2 separate regions of the Mus musculus genome follow, and region 2 is linked to region 1. The links are chromatin contacts, called in public HiChIP or PLAC-seq maps. All regions are on one chromosome and are shown on one strand. The core of a region is the stretch at or near the end of the contact, and the rest is flanking DNA. Distances in the headings are between cores, read along the strand shown.

Region 1 (6,723 bases), core at 2,209-4,708:
CCTGGGGCTTTGAGCAATGTGACATGAATATAATTTTTTTAAAAAATGAAAAGAGAATTTTACTTTTTAAACAACTGCTTATTTTGGTTTACCCCCCCTATATTTCCCTCCCCCCTACACAAATGAATTTCACATTTGGATGAAACCAATTTGCAGTGTTAAATTAAGGATTTAGGCACTTAGAGTGGTTGACATTAAGCTCTAAAAGAGTGAAAGATTCCTCTTGATTTTCCCCTTGAAGAAGGGGGCGTAGTGCTTAAAGGATGCTTTAGAGTGACCTCTCTGGTTTATTATAAACACAAACACAGAGACAGTCCTTTGTCAGTCTCAGGATTTGTGTGAGCCAGACCCTGTACGTATCTCCTTCCTGTCGAGGACTCTCAGAGGCTGGTGGAGCAAGGTTCTGATCTGGGACATGCCTTGGGCAGGGTGAGAGGCTTTATGGTTCTCTCTCTCTCTCTTTCCCTCTCTCTTTCTCTCTCTCTCTCTCTCTCTCTCTCTCTCTCTCTCGGGAGAGCCTTTAGTGGCACTTTAGCAGGGCAATAACATGCTCATGTCAGAGCCTTTCAAGAAGTAAATCAGCCAGGTGTGGTGGCACACGCCTTTGATCCCAGCACTTGGGAGGCAGAGGCAGGTGGATCTCTGTGAGTTTCAGAACATCCAGGGCTATGTAATGGGTCTCTGGAAGCAAGAAGTTCCCTAGTAGGAGATGACTATAGAATCCGTGCAAGACTTCCAGTGGACATTTGCTCTTTGCTTCCAGGCTTTGAGGAATGTCTGGGCAGGTGGTAAAATCTAATAGCAATGACTTCTGAGAGAGTGGAACTAGCAGGCCATTGATAACCAGCCACTGCTTTAAGATCTGCCTGGTACTTCCTGTGCCCCTGGGCTCTGACCTGGTATATCAGATGGAAGGGCTGAGCTCAATTCAAGTCTATGACTCTGAATAGTGAGGGGAAAGACTTGGAAATGGCATCTGTTGAGCCAGACCCTTTCAACGAGGCTTTATGTATGGGAAAGTACTGCCCATCACACGCGTTTCCTGTGAGGTGCCTGAGATGGGGGAGTTTGACTGAGACCAGGAGCTATGGCTGGGAGCTGGTGGACCTGGGATTCAACTCCAAGCTGTCTGACTCTGATGGCTGCGCAACTGCATGGAAAGTGGTCTTCAGACGAGCTTCTAAGAGCAGAGATGAGGGCCCCAGAGAGGTCACTCCGGACACCTAACTGAATATCGTTAGCCTTGGGTTGCGTTAATTATTCTTAAAGATCTGGTATTAATTTGTATCAGGGTTTGGTAGAGCTATGGAAGACCCCATTCCCTACTCTTTCACTACCTCGTTGAGTGCTTTGGTAAAAAACAAATAAGAGAACAATGCCATATTCTCTGGGCTGATGAAAGGGGGGAGGGGACTCCTGTAGTGAAAGCGCCACAGATGCTACAGAATACCGCAAACAACACCACAAATGTAGGAATTTCATTAGTATTTCCATCTGATACTTGGACTAGCCTTTGCTGTAAGGTGTTCCCCTTCGGCTCCTTTGCACTGATAGCTTCTCTTTTCTCTCCCCTCCCCCCATGTGTGTATTCCCAGCGGCTCTGCCCTTCCTCATCATCGAGACAAGCACCATTAAGCCTTACCGTCGAGGGTTTTACTGCAATGACGAGAGCATCAAGTATCCCCTGAAAGTCAGTGAGACTATAAACGATGCTGTGCTCTGTGCGGTGGGGATCGTCATCGCCATCCTGGCGGTAAGTGTCCCCTTGCCTCTGCCATACTGATCCGGACTTCCTCCTGTGTTGTACGGCAAAATATCCAAGCCAACTGACGTTTGCAGCCAGCCAAAAGAGATGGCCACCAAAGAGAGCTTCAGTATTGTTTTGTCTCTTGCAGTTAATACTATTTCCAATAGTCCACATCTACTGGGAGATAAACGTATGAACATTTAGCAACGTCTTTCTGTACTATTTAATATGTGTTATCGTCACAACAACCTCGTGGAGTTTAGATAATTGGTTTTTCTCTTCTAATGTCCATAGAGTAAGACTTAGTTAATCTAAGTGGTAGAGTTGAGATTAGTGCAGAGACATCCCTTACGTCACCGTCTGATCTCTAAGTCACTGTGCTAGAAGGCTGAGAGCCATCCTTGCCCTCTGGTCAAGGTGTTTTCTGTGGTCTTGCCTCGCCTTTGCTGAGCTGCTGTAGCAGTGGCAATGAATGTCCTTGCCATTTTCCTGCCTACTGTTTAGTTTTCTGGCCCCAAGGCTATGGCGGTAAGATAAATAGGACTTGGAATTCCGAGCATTTGATCCGGACCCCACCCTTTGCTTAGCAAGCCCGCATCTTTTATAACGAAGCATGCAGGTTGTTTTCACGACATCACAATAGAGTATGAAAGACCTAGAGGGTCTATTTGCTGTGGAAAACACCATGACCAAAAGCAACTTGGGGAGGAAAGGGTTAATTTCAGTTTACATTTCCAGGTAGCAGTCCAGTATCCAGGAAAGTCAGAGCAGAAACCTGGAGGCAGAAACTGAAGCAGAGGCCATGAAGAAATGCTGCTTGCTGGCTTGTTCAGCTTGCTTGCTTTTAGCACCTAGGACCGCCAGCCCAGTGGTAGCACTGCTCATAGTGAGCCGAGCCCCCCCACATGTAATCATCAATTTATAAAGTGCCCCACAGGCAGCGTGCCCACAGGCCCGTAGAGGTTTCCTTTTCTCAAATGACTCTAGCTTGTGTCACGTTAACATAGAACTAGCAGCACAGTGAGTATTAAAATACTAATTGCCGAATTATTAAAAACTCTATTAAAACTCTTAATCGCTGAACAGGTCACTAGGGTGTACGTATAAAGTCCAGCTGTCATATGCTTCCCTTAAGGAAGCCCCCATGAACAGCACTGCAGAAACGTGCCGCACAAGAACTGTGACCAGCTCCAGAATTCTTTCCAGCAGTACTAACTAACTCCTGGGAATTTGGGTGTGACCCACCTGGGCCCTACCCTCTTTTAGTGCATCTGTCCTTTTGAGTCGGGACGGGGAGGGTCATTCTTTGAAAGCCTGCAGAATGATTTGTGAGTTTTACATGTTTACAACTGTCTACGCCTCCAGCGTTGTCTGTGTTCGTTCTCTGCCCTTGAACTCCTGCAGTGGGGTGAAAAGGAGAGGCTACACATCTGCATGAACCGCGTAGATCCTCAAATGGCTCTCCTGTGGCACTTAGCTTGGAGGTGGCATTTTGGGCTGCTATTCCCATTGTGCAGACAGAAAAATCTATAGCCCAGAGTGATTCAATAACAGACAAACTCAGAGTCTATAGTTAATAAGACCTGGGGTTCACTGTGCCTGGTAGATTTCAAAGCCCCTTTCTGGGCTTTCAGACATACATTTCAGAATGGCTAACCTTTCTAGATGAACTGCTCCATAGAATAGGCAGTTAGCTTATCTGGCCTGGTTTGAGTTGTGACAGGTAAGATACTGGTAACACAAGTTTTTCTTGTGACTTGCAGTTCTGGTTATAAACTCTGAACACCCCCCCCCCCCCCCGCGCGCGCTTTTGGTCTCTCTCTCTCTCTCTCTCTCTCTCACACACACACACACACCCATGCCCACACCATAAGCCAGGCACACAATCAACAGTTTGAATTTGAGCAATAGCAAGGAGAGCTTGTAGAATTCTTTCCAATCTTTAAAAATTAAAAAAAAAAATTTAAAAAACCCAGCCCATTTGGCAGACTAGTCGCTTGGGAGGGTGCACTAAGGATCTCTGTTCAAAAGCTGAAAAATAAAAGGTCCAATTTACTATTGCTCCAAATTGATGGTTGTGGGAGTGAGTTCTCCTGGAAGAATGGCTTTTCCTGAAAAGGGCATTTGTTGTGGAAGGCAGATAATTACAGAGTCTCTCTTGCTGGGGTTTGAACAGGTGTTCGTGACAGCCCGGGGATTGGCTAATTGAATGCTTTGAGAGAGCACGCTATAATCCAGGAGTCTTGTGATAAGAACAGGTCCAGGACAGGTACATCACATGCTGTTCAGGCCTTCTACCAGGTGTTATCCCCAGAGTGTCACGGGGTTGCTGGCAGTAGAAAGTGAATTAAACATCTTTCCGATGTGAATCAAGTGAAAGATTGCTATCAGCAACCCTCAGTTTCCTTATCTATAAAATCAAGGCAGTATTCACAGTTCCTCAAAAGGATTGTCACTAAAGTCAAACACCTGTAAAGTTCTCTAGATGAAGTGTGCACTGCCTTGTACATAGACGCAGCCCCTGGCTTCTCCCAGGCCCCAGGATGGGCAAGGGAAATGTTAAAGCAACTTGTCTGGCGGCTGTTCCGTCCTTCCTGTCTAAGTCCCAGTCCCGCTTAGCAGGTCTGCTCCTGCTGAATGCCTCCTCCAGAGCTTCCAACATTCTTAGTTTCTTTTCACACCTGCTCTTGGGTGTTTCCTTATCCTGTCCCTTTACTAATGTCACCTTGATGTTTTCCCTAGATACCTAGCTTTTCTTGAAACAGTCCTGTGCTGGGCTCTTCAATAGAGGATAAGCAATGGTAATAAGCAAAAATAGATTTCAATCAAGCCATTGTATGGTTCAGAGATATACCAAGAAAGATGCACAGCGCACACAGCAGGGCAGATGAGATGATACACCAAGAAAGATGCACAGCGCACACAGCAGGGCAGATGAGATGGGTCAGCAAGTGGAAGGGCTTGCTGAGCAATGTGAATTTGATTCCTGGGACCCACCTAAAGGTTGAAGCAAAGAATCAACCCCAGAAAGTTTTCCTTTGGCCTGGTCAATGTGGTATATGTTGCAAAACTCCTCTGCCAGTAGTAAAATTATAATGTAAAAAAAATTCTAGAAGAAAAAATACATAGCAATAACAGCTGTCCTGGTCAAGAGCTACTGTGTTCAAGGGAAACATGGAGAGTGATGATAAAGGTCACCCTTAAAGAAACACCAAGAGCTACATAAGGGTATAAGCTCTGGTTCACATCCGAGCTCCTCTGCTGCGGGGCAGGTTGCAAGTTGATGTGCCTCAGTAGATTCATCTGTTAAATGGAAAGAGTTTGTAAGTAGTCATGTTTGCTAAGGTTTTGAAATGAGATCAGTGTGTGCATACACACACACACTCAGAGTAACTCAATGCCAGACATAGTAAAGTTTACCCAATAAATGTTAGCTGCCTTTATTACAAATGAGGACACAGTTTCAAAGTGTGGTGACATGACTTAACCAAGATGGAGTCTGGAAAAGAATTCCCACTCTCTTCGTGTCACTAATTAGATCTGAGGCCACTTGCTTCTCAGTCCTCTTTGCAATAGGACTTCTACCTTCTGCTCCAGCTGCCAATGCATTTAAGCCAGAGGCACATATGACATATGTGCTCCTATCACCTATCGTGGTCTGCTAGCCTGCCTGCCTGCCTGCTTGCTTGCCGTCATGCCAAGAGTGCTCCTGGAGAAAAGTTCCGTGAAGACCTCAGAGGCAGATGAGTAACTGGCTTTGATCAGTATGATCAGTTCTGGAAAAGCTATACAAGCTGCAGACAGCAGCAGCAGGCTGCATTGCCCACTCTCCCAGCTTGACTGCCCCATGAGCCTGGATGTCTTCACTAAGCATCGGACTTGTGACCAGAGAGCCTGAGGGACAGTCATGCCAAGGGAGCAGGTTGCAGAACTGAAAAATCAGCTTGCTGCGTAACCGCCCTGGACCTGCTGCTCAATGTCAGGTCTGTTGCAAACCGTAAGAGAAGCCTTGACTGCTTTGGATGCCCTTGATCCAGTCTGCCCAGATGCCACACAGAGGAATGGAATGGTGGTGGAGGAGGAGATCAGGGTGATTTCGAGATGCAAGTTGTCAGAGGTTGTAGAGAAAGCAGACACCTTTCTGAGGCAGAAGCTATGGAAAAACTCTCGTCATTTTGACCTCTTTTTCAGATGTGTATCAGATTCTGGAATTATAGCATAATAAGAATTCCTTCCAGGTCCGCACAGCAACAGTCGCTACCCTGCCTTAAAAAGGCTTAATGACTCTAGCAGAAGCCAGGGTAGGAGCAACCAGAAAAACCCCATGTCCTATCTAGCTTTCTCTCCTTCAGCTGCGCCTTGCACTGCCCAATCAAGTATAACATGGGGAAGGGTCTTAATACGGCCTCAGAATGTTCATTGTTCTGTTCAATAATCATAGGCTCGGTGCTTGCCAAGCCCACATCCCAAAATGGGTTCACATAGATTGTTTTTATCTAGGAATCGACGCACGGGAATGTCATAGGTCATCCTCCCTTCCCTACAGGCCTTAAGCAAGCTACTTCCCCTGGGAGACCCAGCTGTGCAAAAGTATTCGTCCCAAAGAAACTCTGACTTTGGCACCGCACCATCTGGCTGTAAAAGTGAGATAGCCAGTCATTATCTCCCTGGGCTTATTTTGGCCTTTACATCAAGTGCTCTCCCATGTGTGACCACTGTGATCCACGCTTTCTTTTTCTTTTTTTTTTTTAAAGATTTATTTATTTATTATATGTAAGTACACTGTAGCTGTCTTCAGACACACCAGAAGAGGGAGTCATATTTCGTTACAGATGGTTGTGAGCCACCATGTGGTTGCTGGGATTTGAACCTTTGGAAGAGCAGTCAGTGCTCTTAACCACTGAGCCATCTCACCAGCCCCCACGCTTTCTTTTCTGCAGTGCTATGTTGTCTGTGGGGTAGCTTTTCTTTGTGTA
Region 2 (6,723 bases), core at 1,777-4,276, 100 kb after region 1:
TGTTTCATCACTTCTGTTAGTTTCAGTGTGTCCCTGTTTAGTTTCTGTTTCCATGATCTGTCCATTGGTGAAAGTGGTGTGTTGAAGTCTCCCACTATTATTGTGTGAGGCGCAATGTGTGCTTTGAGCTTTACTAAAGTTTCTTTAGTGAATGTGGCTGCTCTTGTATTTGGAGCATAGATATTCAGAATTGAGAGTTCCTCTTGGAGGATTTTACCTTTGATGAGAATGAAGTGTCCCTCCTTGTCTTTTTTGATGACTTTGGGTTGGAAGTCAATCTTATCAGATATTAGGATGGCTACTCCTGCTTGTTTCTTCATACCATTTGCTTGGAAAATTGTTTTCCAGCCTTTCATTCTGAGGTAGTGTCTATCTTTTTCTCTGAGATGAGTTTCCTGTAAGCAGCAAAATGTTGGGTCTTGTTTGTGTAGCCAGTTTGTTAGTCTATGTCTTTTTATTGGCGAGTTGAGACCATTGATGTTAAGAGATATTAAGGAAAAGTAATTGTTGCTTCCTGTTATTTTAGTTGTTAAAGGTGGCATTCTGTTCTTGTGGCTGTCTTCTTTTAGGTTTGTTGAGGGATTACCTTCTTGTTTTTTCTAGGGCGTTGTTCCCGTTCTTGTATTGGTTTTTTTCTGTTATTATCCTTTGAAGGGCTGGATTCGTGGAGAGATAATGCGTGAATTTGGTTTTGTCGTGGAATACTTTGGTTTCTCCCTCTATGATAATTGAGAGTTTGGCTGGGTATAGTAGCCTGGGCTGCAGTTTGTGTTCTCTTAGTGTCTGTATAACATCTGTCCAGGCTCTTCTGGCTTTCATAGTCTCTGGTGAAAAATCTGGTGTAATTCTGATAGGCTTGCCTTTATATGTTACTTGACCTTTTTCCCTTACTGCTTTTAGTATTCTATCTTTATTTAGTGCATTTGATGTTCTGATTATTATGTGTCGGGAGGAATTTCTTTTCTGGTCCAGTCTATTTGGAGTTCTGTAGGCTTCTTGTATGTTCATATGCATCTCATTCTTTAGATTTGGGAAGTTTTCTTCAATAATTTTGTTGAAGATGTTTGCTGGACCTTTGAGTTGAAAATCTTCATTCTCATCCACTCCTATTATCCGTACGTTTGGTCTTCTTATTGTGTCCTGGATTTCCTGGATATTTTGAGTTAGGATCTTTTTGCATTTTCCATTTTCTTTGATTGTTGTGCCGATGTTCTCTATGGAATCTTCTGCACCTGAGATTCTCTCTTCCATCTCTTGTATTCTGTTGCTGATGCTCAAATCTATGGTTCCAGATTTCTTTCCTAGGGTTTCTATCTCTAGTGTTGCCTCGCTTTGAGTTTTCTTTATTGTGTCTACTTCCCTTTTTAGGTCTAGTATGGTTTTGTTCATTTCCATCACCTGTTTGTATGTTTTTTCCTCTTTTTCTGTAAGGACTTCTACCTGTTTGATTGTGTTTTCCTGTTTTTCTTTAAGGACTTGTAACTCTTTAGCAGTGTTCTCCTGTATTTCTTTAAGTGATTTATTAAAGTCCTTCTTGATGTCCTCTACCATCATCATGAGATATGCTTTTAAATCTAGGTCTAGGTTCTCAGGTGTGTTGGGGTTCCCTGGACTGGGCGAAGTGGGTGTGCTGGGTTCTGGTGATGGTGAGTGGTCTTGGTTCCTGTTAGTAAGATTCCTCCGTTTACCTTTCGCCATCTGGTAATCTCTGGAGTTAGTAGTTATAGTTGACTCTGTTTAGAGATTGTTCTTCTGGTGATTCTGTTACCGTCTATCAGCAGACCTGGGAGACAGATTCTCTCCTCTGAGTTTCAGTGCTCAGAGCACTCTCTGCTGGCAAGCTCTCTTACAGGGAAGGTGCGCAGATATCTTGTATTTGGACCTCCTCCTGGCCGAAGAAGAAGGCCCAAAACAGGACCTTTCTCAGACACTGTGTTGCTTTGGCAGTTCCCAGGTGGTACAGACTCTCACCTAAGCAGACTAAATTCCTAAGTTCCTTGGAGTCCCGGGACCAAGATGGCGACCGCTGCTGCTGTGGCTTAGGTTGCCTCCCCAGCCGGGCGGGCACCTGTCCTCTGGTCCGGAAGGTGGCCGGCTGTCCCCGGCCCACACAGGGTGCTGCCTCAGCGCCTCTGTGCTTCTGCCTGTTCCAGAAGCTGTCAGGTTCTCTGGCGCACCCTCTCACCTGTTCAGACTAATTTCCTAAGTTCGGCGGGTCTCGGACCAAGATGGCGACCGCTGCTGCTGTGGCTTAGGCCGCCTCCCCAGCCGGGTGGGCACCTGTCCTCTGGTCCGGAAGGTGGCCGGCTGTCCCCAGCCCACGCAGGGTGCTGCCTCAGCGCCTCTGTGCTTCCGCCTGTTCCAGAAGCTGTCAGGTTCTCTGGCGCACCCTCTCACCTGTTCAGACTAATTTCCTAAGTTCGGCGGGTCCCGGACCAAGATGGCGACCGCTGCTGCTGTGGCTTAGGTCGCCTCCCCAGCCGGGCGGGCACCTGTCCTCCGGTCCGGAAGGTGGCCGGCTGTCCCCGGCCCACACAGGGTGCTGCCTCAGCGCCTCTGTGCTTCTGCCTGTTCCAGAAGCTGTCAGGTTCTCTGGCGCACCCTCTCACCTGTTCAGACTAATTTCCTAAGTTCGGCGGGTCCCGGACCAAGATGGCGACCGCTGCTGCTGTGGCTTAGGCCGCCTCCCCAGCCGGGTGGGCACCTGTCCTCTGGTCCGGAAGGTGGCCGGCTGTCCCCGGCCCACGCAGGGTGCTGCCTCAGCGCCTCTGTGCTTCCGCCTGTTCCAGAAGCTGTCAGGTTCTCTGGCGCACCCTCTCACCTGTTCAGACTAATTTCCTAAGTTCGGCGGGTCCCGGACCCTCACCTTCTTTTTCACTCTGCCGAGGGTTAGCTCTTTAAATGGCATTGTCATCCTGAGCATGGGGATGTCTTTGCCAAGGGCCCTGGCACCGTCACTGAGCCTCCAGACCTCTCTGGGTCACTGGCTACAGAGTACCTCATTCCTGACAGATCCTGGCACTTGTTAGCTGTGTGACATTGGTGAGGCACTTAAGCCTGACCTTCCTTGCAGACAGTCTGGTTTACTCCCCAAACTGGGGCTCCAAAGTCCCTGGTGAAGCATGTCACTGTTCTGGGTGAAGTGACATCAACCAATTAAAAACAGGACATTCGCTAATAAGGCACCTGCTTTGTCAGAGCACTAGTGGTGTGTGTGTGTGTGTGTGTGTGTGTGTGTGTGTGTGTGTGTGTTCGTTCTGGTGGTGGCAGCAATAGTGGTTGGGGGAAATGCTGATAGTGTGATGGTATTGGTAAGTGGAGGGCTGACTGTGTACTTCAGAAATGACAACTTGATAGTCTCATTACAGCAAATACAGCTATGCTCTTGGATAGTCAGGCTCTGTCTTAGGCTACTGTTGACTACCTCTTTTCTTCTGGTGCCTTTTGCATGTTTAAAGATACTTGAGAGGGAAACAATGTGGTAGACAACTTTCTCTTATAAAATGAAGATAATGTCCTCCCCCTTTAAGAGCAGTGATTCAGTGGTTGTGTAAGAGGCCAGCCATATTTAGAGCCCCTCGGTTTGGTGATGAGCTCTGAGGTACATCAAAGGCGGCATCACCTGTGGGAGGAGAGGTTGCTCACTGCAATTAAGCCTCCTCTCTGAAAGATGCTATTAAGATGGCCTGAAGACTAGTCACAGGACGGGAGAAAATATTTACAAAACACATGTCTGATAAAGGAGTTATATTCAAAGTATACACAGAGCTTGTGAACTCAATGATAAGAAAACAATTTAATCTAAATAGAGGCCTTATCAAATGAGATACTAGAAAGGCAAATGCTTGTGTGGATAGAGGAACAAAGTTATTTGTCATCAGGGAGTTACAAGATATCAAGACCATGAGGTATTATTACCCTGCAACTGTTAGAAGCCCAACCCAGTGTGAAAGGAGAGTTTCAGGCACTGCTTGTGAATGAAAGTTGTGCTTCTAATGTTTAGCTATGAAGAAAAGCATGGTCATTTCTTACAAAACTATTTAAATATACTCTCATCATGTAATGTAGCGATTGTATTTGCAGATATGTCTCAACTGGTTTAAAACAGGCCTGAAGAAAACCACACACTATCATCTTACTTGCATAATTAAGGCATGGGAAATTCATAGCCACACAATGTCCTGCAATAAGCAAACAACTAGACAAATTGTGGCATGTATGTAAGATGGAATATTATCTCATGATTTTTTTCCCTCCATGACAGGGTTTCTTCATTTTAGCCTTGGCTGTCCTGGAACTAGCTCTGCAGACCAGGTTGTCCTTGAACTCAAGAGATCCTCCTGCCTCTGCCTCCCAAGTGCTGGGATTAAAGACATGTACCACCATCACCCAGCATATTTCATGATTTTTGAAAACCAAGAAACTATCAAGTTATGAAAAGACAAAGCTAGATTATAGTACATGTTGCTAAATAAGGGAATCTTATCTGAAATGGCCACATACCATATAACCCCCACACATGTTCTAGAAACAGGAGCACCACAGCCACAATAAAAGGGTCAGTAGTTCCCAGGGTTCCCAAAGACTGAATAGAAGGTAATTTAGTAGCAAGTAATTTTCTATAGCACTTATTATTTTTTAAAAAAGATTTATTTATTTATATGTAAGTACACTGTAGCTGTTACAGATGGTTGTGAGCCAGTTGTAAGCCACCATATGGTTGTTGGGATTTGAACTCCAGACCTTCGGAAGAGCAGTCAGGTGCTCTTACCCATTGAGCCATCTCACCAGCCTCCTAGGAGGCACTTATTAAACTAAGTAGTACACAACTAACCTTAAAGTATCACATTTTGAGCATCATCCAAATGCTAAGCTTTCCAGGATAGATTTTTACAACGTGACAAAACAGTATAACCCTGAAGAGTTTTTAAACATTTATTTATTTTGTGTGTTTGAGCATTTTGCCTTCATGCACCAAGTGCTTGCCTGGTGGCCTCAGACCTCCTGGAAATGGTGTTAGGGATGGTTGTGAAATGCCTGTGTATGCTGGGAATCAACCAGGCTCCTATGGAAAAGTAGCCAGTGCTTTTAGCTGCTGAGTTATCTCTCTAGAACCACTCTTCCTCCCCCCACCCCAACATACTATTATTTAAATGTATGTAAAAATCACAGTGAAGGCTGGGGAGATGGCTCAGTCAGTGGTTAAGAACACCAACTGCTTTTTCAGACAGAGGTCATGAGTTCAGTTCCCAGAAACCACATGGTGGCTTACAACCATCTGTAATGGTTGCCCTCTGCTGGTGTGTCTGAAGACAGCTACAGTGTACACATATACATAAAATGAATAAATAATTTTAAAATCACAGTGAACGTTTGTGGTGGGGAATAAAACACTGCTGTCTTGAGTAACTTTGGTGATGAATGAGATCTACAAAATTAAAGGCAAAATGAGATGTGTTCAAGTCCTTGTTATGGTTTGACTCTGGAATGTCCAGCACAGGTTCACGTCCTGAATGGCTTCTCCTCGGCTCTAGATGCTGTTTTGAAGAAGTCAGATCTAGCTGGAAGAGTAGGTTACTAGGAATAGGCCCTTAAACGCTATGCCTGCCTCCTCATTCTGGCTTGCTTTTCTGCCTCCTGTGGTCTATACCATATGGCAGTTCCCACAGGGATGGATCGAACTGTTCCCCTGTGATAGGCCCTCCCTACTGTGATGGACTGCCTCTGAAACTGAGCCAAAATAAATCCTTCATACATTAAGTTGGTTCTGTCAGGTATGTTATCAGAGTATTGGAAAAAAAAAAAAAGGAACCAGTACAGAGATTCGGCATCATAGAGGTGTTCTGGTACTGTGTTAAACTGTGGGAAATAAATTCTAGTAAAGTATGGAGGTACAGGATAGAGAAGCCCTGTGATGTTATTAGCAGAAATGAATAGGTGATTCTGATGGGAATTTGAGGACCAGAATGCTGTTAGAAACGTGGACAGTAAAAATTATGCTTGTGAGATTCCACGTGAGAATAAAGTCTATTGGGAACTGGGCTAAAGACGACTCATGCTACGGCTGGAAATAAAGACGAGTTCAAGATAGCATCACCTGCAGGCTGTGGTATGGCTGTTGCTCATTACTTTTAGCCAGCTTTATAGTAAGAATAGAGAGCAAAGAGCAGAGCAGAGGAGAAATTGGAAAATCATGTAGAAAGGAGCCTGCAAGTGGCCAAAGTCAGATGATGCAAATGAAGATAGGATGAATACAGTTGCTAAGGAGATTAAGGTCATTAGGGGAACCCATGAACTTTGTACCAAGACAAAAGGGAACATACACTGAAGGTGAGACTCTTCTCCCATCAAAGGCTCTAGGGTATAATTATGCTAAGCAAATTGGTGCCCTGCTGGGCAAAGACTGCCTACAAAAATGTTTTTTCTTGTCCAGGAGCCAAGCTATATCTCAGGCTCACAGTAGAACACGATGCTGTCCAGAGGACACTAGTGTTGCAGTCCTGAAGAATGCAAGAGACATGAGAAAAGCCATTGAGCCAATAATATGAAAATTATTTCTGTGTTTCTACTGATATAATTCAATAACAGTGGGAATACACCAGGAAGGGAATATATACAAATTTCCATACAAGTGAATTCCAAGCAATTTGTAGATCTTCTGCCCAAAGGAGTTGGAAAGTAATGTGGCTTGTGCACAGTGACTTCCTTTTGGAGACTATAGCA

Evidence for each region. HiChIP or PLAC-seq counts read pairs in DNA pulled down with a chosen protein or histone mark.
Region 2: an H3K27ac HiChIP or PLAC-seq map of embryonic stem cells shows a contact between it and region 1, with 22 read pairs. The contact joins two enhancer-like sites. A contact is called at or near these places in 2 of 15 datasets of contacts at CTCF or cohesin (large pre-B cells and pro-B cells), 5 of 484 Hi-C or Micro-C datasets (bone marrow-derived macrophages, cardiac endothelial cells, liver and 1 more) and 7 of 115 datasets of contacts at active chromatin or transcription factors (embryonic stem cells and pancreatic cancer cells).

Annotation. Positions count from the first base shown.
Region 1 is chr4:105,193,208-105,199,930 of GRCm38.p6, forward strand. Plpp3 (phospholipid phosphatase 3) reads left to right here. Exons shown (of 6, transcript NM_080555.2): 2 at 1,596-1,753. Among named protein-coding and RNA genes, the nearest start is that of Plpp3, 39 kb to the left of the region's middle. Within about 2 kb of position 3,459, at least 21 of the 459 cell types and tissues checked have an H3K27ac peak or open chromatin away from gene starts, as enhancers often do. A contact at or near this core is called in embryonic stem cells, where this site is marked.
Region 2 is chr4:105,296,520-105,303,242 of GRCm38.p6, forward strand. No RefSeq gene overlaps it. Among named protein-coding and RNA genes, the nearest start is that of Gm40217, 19 kb to the right of the region's middle. Within about 2 kb of position 3,027, at least 4 of the 459 cell types and tissues checked have an H3K27ac peak or open chromatin away from gene starts, as enhancers often do. A contact at or near this core is called in embryonic stem cells, where this site is marked.